Linked DNA regions of Rattus norvegicus: regions 2 and 3 are each linked to region 1. A link is a contact called in public Hi-C data. All regions are on one chromosome and are shown on one strand. The core of a region is the stretch at or near the end of the contact, and the rest is flanking DNA. Distances in the headings are between cores, read along the strand shown.

Region 1 (4,458 bases), core at 744-3,243:
TGAGGATGAGGGCACTGCTCCAGGATTGGGAAATCATTAGCACAGCAGAGAGCTGCTTTCCAAGAAAGAGAGGGGACCCTGAGCAAACTCTAGGCAGCAATCCTGGGTGGTCTGGTTGGGGAGTTTCAGGGCAGACTCTCCACGTTTGCTGATCTTGGCTCCTTGCATGCAGCAAGACACATGGGGATTCCTTCTGAGTCTCTCTGTTTTGATGTAAGAGTCATTGATTTACTTCACTTCAAAATCAAATGTGATCTCTCTCTCTGTCTCTCTCTCTCTCTCTCTCTCTCTCTGTGTGTGTGTGTGTATGTGTGTGTGTGTGTGTGTGTGTGTGTGTGTGTGTGTGTAAGGCAGTGACCTCAGTCAGGAGCCGATGGGAACTCTGAACTTTGATCTCAGTTTCTCAGACACTCTAGTTCTCTCAACCCGCTCTTCCCACAACAAGAGACATGGGACACAAGCCACAAGCAACTATTTTCTAGCTAAGCCCCCAGACAAAGCCTGGGCCCTGAAGTCTCAAGCCTGGAGCCTCTGGGATCCTGGCACTTTATAGAAAGAGAAAGAAAAGAAAGCCCGGAAGTACACGATTGCCCAATAACTGTAACCTGGCAGCGGGCAACTGGGGACCGTGCCAGGCCTTAGCAGGAAAAACATACTTGTTCCTATTGATGGGGTTATAATCCACTCCTTTCTCCAACATCCACTCTCCTTCACCAATGAAATGACTTCTTGAATTTCAAACCAGCTACTGGCTGCAAAAGCAAACAATTAGGGGAGGGGACCATTCCCATAGTCGAGAGGGCAAATGATGGCGGCACGCACCCCCACCACCACAACCAGCATCCACTGGATCCACCAACTGTTACCCCTAAACCACCTACCTGCTCTGATTATGGATCTTTTAAAAATACTTGGTGGGAAATGAGAGACTGAGCATTTTAAACTGAGCTGGGTACCTAGTTAATACCCAGACCTGCTGAACTGGTGCGGAGGAAACATTGTGTAACTTTTGGTAAATCTGCTATCCTTTCAAGGGGACACCTCCAGATAGAAGTATTCATTCTCAGCACAGGACCTATGATTAGGGCTCACGTGCATTTCTATCTTACTCTTCCAAGCTTGTGAGACAGGCTGTGTTCTCCCTATTTTTTGCAGAAGGGGAAACAGAAAACAGACATGGAGGAACTCGCTCTGAGTTATGGATTACTATGACGATTACACACGCGTGAATCAAAAGGGCAAGTTCCCCAAAGGCCTCAAACCCAAAGACATGGCTGGAGTGCTGGGAGGTACAGTGAACCTGGCACTCGGGCCTGGTTTTACACTTCCCAGAATAAAAGCCCATCACAACGAAACTTTGCTTCATCTCGTCTGGAAAGGCCCCGAAGTGTCAAGTCAGAGTTAAAGATCTCCACACTATCTACAGAGAGCTGGTGCTTTCTACTTCCTCCTTCCATTCTACTCTGTTGACGTTTGTTCCCGTCAAAATTCAAGTTAAGCCCCGTCTTCCCAAACCACAGGCATCTATTTGCAGCTAAGATTCTTGAGTCCGTGAGCACTGTCCCTGAAAAGCACCGACAGACACATCTAAAATGCGCGCGCCGGGCAACTCTGCCGAGGACACCACAAGGGACGCGCTATGAGCTCCGGCGAGCCGGGAGCCGCGAGGGACACTCACCAGGCGTCCCGAGCTCTCTCGTGCTTTCTTCACCTTCCCGTAGGTGCCCTTGCCCAGGGTCTCCAGGAACTCGTAGCGGTGCCTCAGGTTGTGTTTGTGATGGTGCCGCTTCACCGCCTGCTTCTTCATCAGAGGTTTGGGCGACTTGATGAGCCGGTCCGCCAGCGGCCGGGCGCTCTCCGTGGCCAGGGCGGAGGCCGAGGGAGCCAGGTTCCCGCGCCGGTGTAAGGCCACCGACTCCATGGTGCGGGGACGGCGAGGCGGAGGGGGTCGGGCAGCAGCAGCAGCGCGCGGAGAGCCGCAGGCTCAGAGGTCACAGCCGCACCCGAGCACGCTAGAAAGCCCCGCGTTCCGAATTGCTATAAAACGTTTGGAGGGGGAAGGTCCTGGCCACGCCCCTGCGTCCCATTAGCCAGCTTGCCGGCGACTCGTGACCAAAGCCTCTCCCATTGGTTCAACGGCTCCTGCCCCGCTCCTCCCCTTGGCTAGGCGCAGAAAGGTGTGAATGGGGCCCCGCCCACCTGGACCGGAGAACCAGGAATGCGGGAAAGGAGGCACAGTCAATTACTACCGAAGTGCCAGTCCTTAAATTTGAAAGCTCTCTGAATTGCTTTAGTCTCTGAATGACGCCAGCCTTGTGCTATTGTGCTGTGTTCTCAGTTGGCAAGGGACAATCTAAGAGCACTAGAAAGCCCCAAAGTGTTTCTCCACACGCAGTAAATAAATTGTTTCTCCCAAGCTCAAAATCTGAAAAGCCATTTGATAACTTCTTGAGGTCCGTAAAGAAGAGGGTGAATAAGGAGATGGAATGGGTTGGAGGTTGACTGGTTAGAAAGCGGTCCTGCCTGCAAGTTCACTCTGGCTTCCACCAACCTTAATTCGATTCCATAATCCAACAGGCCTGGGAAATCCTTACTTTATAGGGTTGAGTGGATTTCCTCAAGATGTGGTGGCCTTTGTGGATTTTCACAAACTGTGGGAAAAGCAGATCACATTCCAAGGACTTACATCCTTTTGTCCCTAAATCTGTAAGGAGCTTCTTGGTTCCAGGGTTTCTTCCCAGTGATTTTTTTAATCAAGAGTGAGAGGTTGGGCATGAGACTTGGCTGCAGTTGACAGGCCTGGAAGGGTATGTCCAGAACCCCTTTTTCTGATGTAGAAAGTGAGTTTACTTCTGCCAAAGGCCACACAGCTGACAAGAAAGCCACAGAGCTGGATTTCAGACACTGGCCTATAGAGATAGAATATAGGACAAGAGGGCTTCCCCAATTCCAGCTATTCTGGGCATCCCTCCCCACTCTGCAGGACCTCACCTCTAGCTGTATCTAATTTAGGACTTGGCAAAAAAATCAAAGAGGACTACTACATCCTCAACTATCAAATTAAAAAAAAAAAACAAACTAGTATCTGCCCATTTTCCTACTTCTGTTCACCTTTTGAATCTTTCCAGTGGGGAAAGAAAACGGTAGCCAGAGACGATCCACTGAGTGTGGATGACCCACGAAAGCTGTATAGCTAGTTTATCATCCTATCTTCTGCCAGCCCGCCTTTCCACTCTGAGTAGTCTGTGAAAACAGAAAAGGCTCAACCAATCTACTACCTGTGCTCCCCATCTGTCAGGTCCTGGGGGGGGGGGGCTGTCCAGGAGATTAGGACAAGGAAAAGCAAGTGTCAGAGGAGCAGACTCCAGACTGGGAGACCTGGCTGGGTTCTAGTCCTGACTGACGTGAGAACAGGAGGGACCCCCTAGCCCAGACGAGAGGAGGATAGTTTGGGAGGACTTTCTAAAGATAGCTTTTAAAGCTTACTAGAAGACCTGGTGGCCATTAACTAGCTGTCTCAACATTTCCCCGTAAGATGAAGACATTCAGAGGATCCCAAGGTTTCCCCTTATGACTTAATCTAGACACTTACCACTGTTCCTGAACATCCCCGATACCCGGTGCACTGCTGAGCAGACCAAAGCGTACAGTGGATTCATACAGAGCCGATGACTGGATGGGCAACGGAGGCAAACAAGCAGGCCTGGCCACAGAGGAGTGAGACCACCGAGGGAACTGAGAAATGGCTCAGCAGGAAAGAACACTGAACTGCTCTTCCAGAGGACCGGGGTTTGATCCCTTGCACCCACATGATGGCCCACAACCAGACAAAGCTCCAGTTCCAGGGGATCTGGTGCCCTCTTCTGATCTCCAAGGACATCAGGCATGCATGTTCTGCACAGACATGCATACTGGCCAAACGCCACACACATAAAATAAATTAACAATTGTTTACACAACTACTGATTACAACAGCCAAGTGCTGTAACTTAACTCTCATTCTGGGTAGGGAGGACCTGGGATACGGCTCGGTGACTTAAAGATTGAGCTTAGATCCTTGGAGGATTTGTCAGGACATCTAAGCTGAGCTGAGCCACCCCCATTCAGTCCTGTCTGCCTCACGCTCTAGTCTTAGGAGGAGGCATTTCTTCTAACCCTCTCACCCAATCACCAACTACTTAGCCCAATGATTCTCAACCTTCCTAATCCCATGACCCTTCAATGTAGTTCCTTATATTGCGGTGACTCCCAACCATAAAATTATCTTTGTGGCTACTTCATAGCCGCAATCTTGCTACTGTTATGAATTGTAATGTAAATATCTGATATGGGGTCTATAATCCTGCGACTCGAGGGGGTCGAGACCCACAGGTTGAGAACCTATGGTCTAAAGGCTTTTGTAGAAAGTGAGCCTTCTGGCGTAGTCACTGGGGATAAGATTTTATTCCTGAACTCCTG
Region 2 (4,679 bases), core at 249-2,748, 150 kb after region 1:
GGCCATGCCAGGCTCCTACCTGTGGGGAAGCCCTCTCTCCTCCCCCGAAGTGGTCTGTTCTCCGCAGTCGGTCACGTACACCACAATGCCAAGCTGTTTAGAAGAGCCTACTCCTCGTAGCAACTTGTGTGCAATGCTGAGGTCAGGGTGCCCGCTGCCTCTGGAACTGCAGCTACTTGCCCGCCTCCCCCTCGCTGATCTCCCTCACCCAGCATTTCATCCTCGGGATCCCTACAGCCCTGCCAACAAGGATGGGCTGGTGGGAGGGAGGCAGGCCATTCTCTGAAGAAGAGAACGGAGTTCGATTGATGCCGAACTGTCCTGGTGTTGGGATGTGAATGAAGAGCTCTGTGCCCTATATGATTCATCTTCCTGTCTGTCCTGCTTCCCCTGACCACTTCAGCCCCATGGCTTCTCTCTCTGTCTGATCTTTGACTGGTGTGTGTGTGTGTGTGTATGTGTGTGTGTGTGTGTGTGTGTGTATGAGAGAGAGAGAGAGAGAGCATGGACGTGCACATGTGTTTTTTAAAGTGTTTGTGACTGTGCACATTTGCTAGTGTGTGTGTGTCTGTCCATGCGTGTGAGTCTGTAGGTATGTATGTGAGTAAGTGCATACATGTGCATGTGTGCAAAAGTGCATATGGGGCTGGAGAGATGGTTCAGTGGTTAAGAGCACTGACTCCTCTTCCAGAGGTCCTGAGTCCAATTCCCAGCAACCACATGGTGGTTCACAACCATCTGCAATGGGGATCCAATGTCCGCTTCTGGTGTATTTGAAAGACAGTTATAGTATACTCACATACATGGAATAAATAAATCTTTTTTTTTAAGTGCATATGAGTGAGTGTGTGTGTGAATGGGAGTAAATGTTTGTGACTTTGAATATACATGTTTGTGAGTGTCTGTGTGTAAATATGAGAATACATGAGTGTGTCTGTGAGTGTGTGTGTGTGTCTCCCTTTGTGTTCTCAATTCCTGAAGAGCCATCCCAGTTCCAGGATAGCCCAAGTCTGCAGAAATGAGTTCCCATCTGAAGCACCTGTGGGTGGGAATAGAAGGGAAAGTTGGGAAGTTTTGCCAGATTTCCTCCCATCGTGGGAGCAGGAGCGCAGCCAGGAGCTATAGAAGGAAGATGGAGTCAATCTCTCTGGAAAGTGTAGTCCGTATGCCCAGCTGTCTGTGTGGTCACTATCCCAGCTCTGATCCCCCACACCCTGCTCTCCAGCTCAAGGCTTTGGGAAAGTCATCAACCTCTCCAAACCTCTTCTGCCAAATCACAGGGACATCGGAGGATCTTGCAAAGGGCTGAGAACAAAAGGATTTTGCAAACTGCAAACAGACCTGTGCAGGGACCATTTACCTTGATGTTTCCTGTCAGTCTGTTCTGCAAGACAGAAACAGAGAAAGGGCAAAAGAAGGAAACCTGCCTCGCCCCAGTGGGAAGCTCTGCATTAGCCTGGTCCTTGGCAGGCTGTGAGCTGATCAAAGGGCACCGGTTGTAAACAGCAGGGAAGGGCATCTCTCCCCAGGTCAGGAACCCTGCAGACCTTGGAGCAGCCAGCAGGGCCTTCCTGCCCTCTAGTGGACGAGCCTGGAAGTACATTTGCCTCACAGCCCGGTTAGCTGCTGTTATCTTTCAGAAGTGTCAACAAACCTTCAAGGTCTGCATTATCTTTCCCGCTGTGCTGATAGAAATCTTAAGAATTAGAGGTATATAATTGCCTTCATAGTGGTGGAGCAGGCTGTAGGAAACAGGACCGGGAAGATACAGGTTCTTTACAATGTTTCCATTGTGGCAGAATCTGGAAAGGCTCTTGGAGAGTCGAGCCCAGCCCATCCACTGCTCCTGTGCCTCCACCTCCAACAGAAGCCCAAGATCCCCCTTCTTTCCCATGGCTCTTCTCCAGGGCCCACCACCCCTTTATTCTTTAAGCTTTGCAGTCAAGGGACAAATAATAAGTGCTTTAAGTCTGTGAGCCCTATGTTGGAACTACCCACCTCTGCCCACCGGTATAGCAGAAATTAGTCAAGGACAAAGCCTACTGGCATGGCTGTATGCCAATAAAACTTTATTAACAAACACTGAAATTGGAGCGTCACACTATTTTCGTTCATTAACAAAATTATTTCTTGTATCTTTTTTCAAGCACTTAAAAATGTAAAACCTTGTCCAGAGCCGTGGGTTCGATCCACGGAACCCAAAGAAAAAGAGCAGGTGAACAAAAACCGGAAGCTGGCTGTAACCCCCAACCTTTGCTCTAGATGTGGGAGCCTCCACTGTCTTCATTCGTGTTCAGCTCCCATCTGGCTCCTTCTTGTTCCCTTTCCGTTGTTCAATTTCTTGTTGCTCTTACCAGAATCCATGGTCCTGACCACCACCCTGTCTTCTCTTCGTGGGACCTATTCCTTTCTAGTTTCCACGCTTGTGGACCTAGGCATGCACCCTTTCAGGCCCCGCCTCAGCCATAGCACCTGTCCCCAGCCACTCCAAAAAGCTTGGGCTCTCACTTCCATCTCTGTTTGGTTCAGGGGTCCCTGGAGTGACCCAGAATGCCAGAGAAAGCAACAGTTTCTCTGGTTTGGATCTAAACCCTGCTTCGCCACCAGCCTGAGCAGGATCTGTGTCATTTCCCTCTGAGGAACTCCTGGTACGATGAATACGCAGTCCCCTGGCCTACTCTACACTCGGGAGCATGCTGCTTGGTGGCGGTGAGGAGTTATGGGGTGCTGAAGGGGTAGAGCCTTTTGCACTGGGATATACCAACCTGGATCTCAGAAGAGAAGGAGGCTTGGGAGTCAAATAGTCCAAGAGACACCAGAAATGGTCTCATAGCTAAGGAGAAAGAATGACGTCACGTAGAGAAAACTCTAAAATGCCCCAAGACTGATCTTACCCTCTACGGCCAGCAGGTGGCAGCAGAGGCCATCGAGGAGGGTTCTCCTGAACTGAGAAGGGATGCTGTTGTTCTAAACTTTAGGTTTACATCCTATTTGGGCAACACAAGGCAGGAAAGGGGACACTAAATCAGAGAGAAGTGGTTGTTCTGGTGCTTTTCAACTAAAAAGCTACTGGATAGGCTCAACTGGTATATGGACGAGGACACTGCGGTAGGACTCAAAGCCGCAATCCTTGGAGCAGAGCTGGGGAGAGTGGGCTCTCCACGCCCAGGTTGTCTGGGTCCAAATCCCAGATGGATGACCTGCTAGCTACTGTGTCCTTGTTTCAGTCTTTCCTTAGAGATAAAGAGCCGGGGATAGAGCATGTGGGTGGCCCCAGTGCTTGGGAGATTGAACAGGAGGATTTTGAGTTTATAGGCCAGCTTGAGACTTTCTAATTAATTCATTAATTATGAAATGTACGAATATGTATGGTATATGAACAATTGAGTACATATATACGGACAATGCTGATTGTTGGCATTTAGTCTAGGCTCCGCCCCACAGTTACCTGGCAACAGCCAGGTGTGCCTGACTCATTATAAAAGGAGTTGCTTTCCCCCTTCTCTCTCTGTTGCTCCTCCTACTCCTTACCCTCTCTCTCCCCATTCCCTCCCCGCGCTCTCTCTCCACGTGCTCATGGCCGGTCAGGATCTCTCTCTCTCTCTCTCTCTCTCTCTCTCTCTCTCTCTCTCTCTCTCTCTCTCTCTCTCTCTTTCTCAACTCCCCTCCCTATGCCCTGAATGACCTCTTTTCTATCATTGTGTGGCTGGTCCCTCAGGGGAAAGGGATGCCTCAGCATGGACCCGCAGAGAGAGGCACCCCTTCCCCCACTACCGAACCTCCACCAAACATCCCTGGTTTCTCTTTCTTTTTATAAAGCACAACACTGATGGCATTAGCTCGTGGGATTGAGAAATGGCTAAACATGAAAGTATCTGGCAGGTGGAGAGTGCTTAGAAACATTTAATTACAATATTATTTACTTTTTTTACTTTTACTTCTATTTTCAGAAAGTCTCAGCTGCCCAAGCTGACCCTGGAACTCATTTCTATAGCTAGGCAGGCCTTGAACTTGTGGCTTTCCTGCCTTGCACCACCAGGTCCGGGATAAGATGATTATTTTTAAGAGTCATTCTAAATGGGAGCTCTCAGATCCCACCTTCCCAGGAAGATGGCCCAGGATCCAAGTCTGGCATTCACCTAAACCTCTGGTGTTGTTCCAGTCCAGGAGCCTCGGGCTTTGGATGGTGAGATGGGATAAGCTCGGTGGTACCTGGCTAGGGTCAGTTCCCTCTCCACCAGTCTCCCTCCCAGCCTCACCCTGTTTGGGACCCTTAGCGATGTTCTTTGCCCAGACTCCTTCCTAATTCTGACTTGGAGCTAGAAGCTGCCCCCAGGTCTCCTGACCCACGTGTTGCTTTCCAATAGCGTCAGCTATTCAGACATGCAGAAAGACACGGAGCTCGCGCTGGCTGGAGGAGAGGCTCGATTTAGATCGGAGAGTGGTGACTTTCCGCTCAAGAATTTCCTATCTTAGAGTCCTGAGATTCTCCCAGAGGCAACTTGTTCATATGTCTCCTCCCTCAGCCCTCACAGTGGGTGGCACTGTGAAAAGTGAAAGCTGGCACTCCAGGGTCCCCCTAGAGCTAGAAATTGTTTTTTTTTTTTTTAAAAGGAAAGTAGCCCAGTCCGGTCTCCCTTCCCGCTTGAGCCCTTCCAATCACCATCCCATCCCCCACC
Region 3 (4,565 bases), core at 1,011-3,510, 190 kb after region 1:
CAGATGCCCGTAATTCCAAATCTAGAGGATCCACCTCCCTCTTCTGACCCCCAGGGGCACCTGCATCCGCGTGACATATACATATATACATAGGTATACACATAAATTAAAAAAAAAAGTCTTGAAGGTGAGGAGGTAGGCATTTTCCTTGCCTACCACTTGTAAGGTCCCAGGTTCGATCCCAAGAGTTCCAGAAGCTGATAGTTTGGATTTTTTTCCCCAGTGTTTCTGGTCATCCCAGCATTCAGCACACCTGGACAACAATGGACATCTACCCGGAGTGATCTCTGCCCTCTGGTCCTGCTGGGAATGAGAGTTACCAGGCAGGGTGTGACAAGACTTCTTGTCACTGAACCCTCTGTCACCTCCACAGAGCCTCCATGGGTCCTTTCCGTTTAGATGCCACACACAAGGGCATGTGGCAGAGTGGCTGTCTTCTGGGAGCCTTCTCCCAGAGTTCTGCAGAAGGCAGGCGGAGGCCGTAAGAAGAAATGAAATCAATAGAACTCCAGGGGGGCACCCAGGTGGGCAAGGCAAGGAAGCCTGGAGAGCCTCAGCGGTGCGCCACCATTAACCTGAGTTCCCTGGGAGCAGGGATCTTGTTTGGTTACTGGAACCTAGTGTCCGGCACCGTGCTGCGCACAAGACGCCCCACAGGCGGTGTGCTGAACTGACTCCGACTGCAAGCTGCTCAGCAGAGGAGGGCTCAGCTGGCCGTGTAGACAGAGCCTTCTGCTTGAAAAGGCACAGGCCTGGGTCAGGACAGCCTGGGGGCCCAGCTCAGTTATGGTAGGGACAGCCGGGAACGTGGAGTGCAGGGGAGTGGACCTTTTCAAGGCTCACAGAGGAAGGAGGATATATCTGATCGTTAAGCAAAGCAAACATGTTACTGACCCATAATCCTTTAAACCAGGAGGATTCTGGAGGGGCCTGGTTGCCTTGGCAACTAGGTGCTAGCCAGCCACAGGCCTGAGCATCCTCCAGAAGTGGGTTAGAAGTAGGCCCAGGGAGGAGTGCAGATGGCCCCTCCCAAAACAGGGATGTCTGTTGCCTTCCTGATGCCTTCCTGGCCAGGATGGAGAGGTCAAGAGTTATATAGCCTCTGGTTCCTGCAGCCCCACTGTAAGTAAAGGCATTGGGGGCCCCAGGATGGAGATATGGCTGTAAAAGATAGCCTATAGCTGGTAGAAGGTAGGCCTATAGGAAAAGCATGATGGCCCATGCCTTTAATCCCAGCATTCAGGAGGCTGAGGGAAGTGGATCTCTGTGAGTTCTAAGCCTGCCTGGTCTATATGAGTTCCAAGCCAGGCAGAGATTCACAGTGAGACTATCTCAGAGTAGAGATAGAGGAAGGGGAGAGGGAGGGAGAAAGAGAGAGAGGGGGGTAGGGGGCTAGAGAGGTGGCTCAGTGGTTAAGGACACTGACTGCTCTTCCAGAGGTCCTGAGTTCAATTCCTAACACCACATGGTGGCTCCCAACCATCTGTAATGGGGTCTGATGCCCTCTTTTGGTGTGTGTGAGGGCAGCAACAGCGTATTCCTATTCATAAATAAATCTGAGAGAGAGACAGAGAGAGAATAGAATGAAGTGCCCACCTGTAGAAAGCAGAGTTCAGAGGGCCAGCTCCTGCCCCAGTGTCCTCAGGCGAGAGAACCCAGGCTTGCTCAGAGGACTGAGGTGATGGACGGTCCAGCAACATAGGCGTCCCCTTTCCCCATCTGGCTGAGTTTCCCACTCTGTCCCTGACTTGCACACCGCATCTGCATCTGCAGCACAGGTGGAACTGGGCCATGCATTTACTCTCCTTCGATCTCCTTCCTAAGGACCCAGGATGAGCCAGAGAGGGGACATTCTGGTATCAGTGAAAGAGACCACGGAGTCTGAAACCTGCTGACAGGTGGCCGGCAGCTGCCAGTCCGTTAGGCTCCTTCAGAAAGAGCAGATGGCCCGAGGGCCGTGCAGTTCTGACATCCTGCCCTAGAGATCTCTAGACCCCCTGGAGGCTGAATGTCTGGAGTGGCCTCTTGCAAACCTGTAGCTATAGCTATTGATGCCGTGATGCCAGGGGAGGGAATATTCATGGTCAGAAGATAGCTGAGGGTCACTGGAGAAGGGAACAGGGTTAGATCCTGCAATCATGGAGCTGTGGCTCTGGTCACGGGAACCTAAGCATGCCACGTGCAGAACCTGGCTCCCACGAGTCCCCTGTCCACATTGCCTTGTTCTCTCCTCTCTGTCCCAGGACCCACCTTGGACCCCTGCTGATCATGAACAAGATGAAGAACTTCAAACGAAGGCTTTCCCTGTCAGTGCCCCGCCCAGAGACCATTGAGGAGTCATTGACCGAGTTCACCGAGCAGTTCAACCAGCTCCACACTCAGAGGAATGAGGGTGAGGGTCAGGCCACCTAGCTCTTTCCCACCCAGACTCCCTGTGACTGCTGCTGACTAGCTGACATTAAGGAGAAGGGGTGGTGTGCTCTGGGCTGGCGACAGACTGTGGAGTGGGAGGTGGGGACTGACACTTGTCCCACTCAGACATGCCACTCAGTCCCGTGAGCTGTAACCAAGCGTGTTCTCGCCCACAGACGGCAGGGACGAACCTGGGCAGCTGTCTCCGGGCGTGCAGTATCAGCAACGGCAGAACCAGCGCCGATTCTCCATGGAGGTGAGGGTGCCCCTTCCAGGCTGCACGGGTCAGGCATACATCACAGCGGTATATATACATGGCAGGGTGGGTGCAGCTTATTGTGGATAAGTGTGGATTATTTGGCGAGGATATATGCCAAGTGCTAGAGCATTCTTGGTTAGACAATAGACTTTTTATTTTTTATTCTTCGGATATCTTTTATTTACATTTCAAATGTTATCCCCTTTCCTGGTTTCCCATCCATAAACCCCCTGTCCCCTCCCCCTCCCCCTTCTTCTATGAGGGTATTCCCCCTCCCCTACACTGGGGGTCCGGCCTTAACAGGACCAAGGGCTTCTCCTTCCATTGGTGCCCAACAAGGCCACCCTCTGCTACATGCAGCTGGAGCCATGGGTCTGTCCATGTGTACTCTTTTTTTTTTTTTTTGGTTCTTTTTTTCGGAGCTGGGGACCGAACCCAGGGCCTTGCGCTTCCTAGGTAAGCGCTCTACCACTGAGCTAAATCCCCAGCCCTCCATGTGTACTCTTTGGATGGTGGTTTAGTCCCTGGGAGCTCTGGTTGGTTGGTATTGTTCTAATGGGGTAGCAAACCCCATGGTTTTTTTTTTAATTTATTTTATTCTATGTATATGAGTTACACTGTCACATACACCAGAAGAGGTCATCAGACCCCATTACAGGTGGTTGTGAGCCACCATGTGGTTGCTGGGAGTTGAACTCAGGACCTCTGGAAGAGCAGTCAGTGCTCTTAACCACTGAGCCATCTCTCCGGCCCAAACCCCATGTTTTTATAATCCACATACCCATGCCAAGTATAGGAAAAAATGTGCTTATGAAATTACATTATCTGTGACAGGGTGAGATATATGTTCTACTGTGGCCCAGAGAGGAGAAGGAACCGTCTAAAGGTCACACAGCAATCCTTGCAGGGCCACAAATGTTCACCCTTCAGGTGGTTGTGAGCCTGAGGTCATAGCCTGTGGCTTGGCCTTCCCTATAGGGACAGATGATCCAGAATGAGAGGCAAGGGCCTCCTGGGGCCAACATGATGTTCCTATCCCATCTGCCACCTCAGGACCTCAACAAGAGGCTCTCTCTGCCCATGGATATCCGCCTGCCCCAGGAATTCCTGCAGAAGCTACAGCTGGAGAACCCAGGGCTGCCCAAACCACTCACCCGAATGTCCCGCCGTGCCTCCCTGGTGAGTCCAAGAGTGTGAGACACCAGTGTGGGAAGACACTCCTGGCCTTCTTCACCCCAGCTGAAGCCTGTAGTGGTTTCCAGAAAGCTTCCTATGCCTCTGGCGCCACCTGCTGGCCCCTGAGGATTTTGATAAGTAGTCTCTCTAAGTCAAGGACACACCTGGGCATGGAGCCTACAGTCCCTGAGTCCCCTGGGAGCCCCAGAATTTCCCCCACTTAAGACCAATAAACCACTTAACTGGGCTACATAGTTCCAGGTCAGCCTAGGGCACACTGTAAGGTTCTATCGGAAACAAACAAAACAAACAAAACCAAAGCAGGAGTATCTGAATAGGGTTCAAGTTGTGTTTTGCTATGCAGAGATGTGGTTTGAGCATGTGAGCATCTCCGGAGAAGCCACTGTGTACATCCACAAGTTCACTAAAGGGAACAAAGTCCAAAGAGCAACTGGACTCACTTTGATGGAGCGAGATAGGCAGTCAGTACTGTGTGTCCAGCCCCACGGAGAACATTGATTAAGGAAACATTTTCCTGGCCAATGAGAAAAAAAGCCCACACCTCCCCAAAGCGGGGAAAACCCTCAACTATGGTCATCTATTCCTGCTAGAAGGCCACACAATGTGTTATATAGCACACATATGTTATGTAATGCTTAATAAAAAATGAAAGACCTCCCAAATAAAATGAAACAACAAGCAAAAAGCCAACCACATA

Evidence for each region. A called contact is a pair of places that touch in the nucleus more often than the background predicts.
Region 2: a contact with region 1 is called in a Hi-C map of kidney, with 4 times the contacts expected there. The contact joins the enhancer-like site here to the promoter of Nuak2 in region 1. A contact is called at or near these places in 6 of 12 Hi-C or Micro-C datasets (the Rat2 cell line, Schwann cells, frontal cortex and 3 more).
Region 3: a Hi-C map of kidney shows a contact between it and region 1, with 4 times the contacts expected there. The contact joins the promoter of Cdk18 here to the promoter of Nuak2 in region 1. A contact is called at or near these places in 3 of 12 Hi-C or Micro-C datasets (Schwann cells, frontal cortex and kidney).

Annotation. Positions count from the first base shown.
Region 1 is chr13:46,303,541-46,307,998 of GRCr8, reverse strand. Nuak2 (NUAK family kinase 2) reads right to left here and starts at 1,993. Exons shown (of 7, transcript NM_001007617.1): 1 at 1,679-1,993. The coding sequence starts at 1,921. It overlaps LOC120096185 (a long non-coding RNA gene), which reads left to right. Exons shown (of 4, transcript XR_005492311.2): 4 at 1,156-1,355.
Region 2 is chr13:46,148,945-46,153,623 of GRCr8, reverse strand. No RefSeq gene overlaps it. Among named protein-coding and RNA genes, the nearest start is that of Cdk18, 34 kb to the right of the region's middle. Within about 2 kb of position 1,498, at least 7 of the 93 cell types and tissues checked have an H3K27ac peak or open chromatin away from gene starts, as enhancers often do. A contact at or near this core is called in kidney, where this site is marked.
Region 3 is chr13:46,114,971-46,119,535 of GRCr8, reverse strand. It overlaps Cdk18 (cyclin-dependent kinase 18), which reads left to right and starts at 2,260. Exons shown (of 15, transcript NM_001100506.1): 1 at 2,260-2,392; 2 at 2,589-2,668; 3 at 3,725-3,850. The coding sequence starts at 2,269.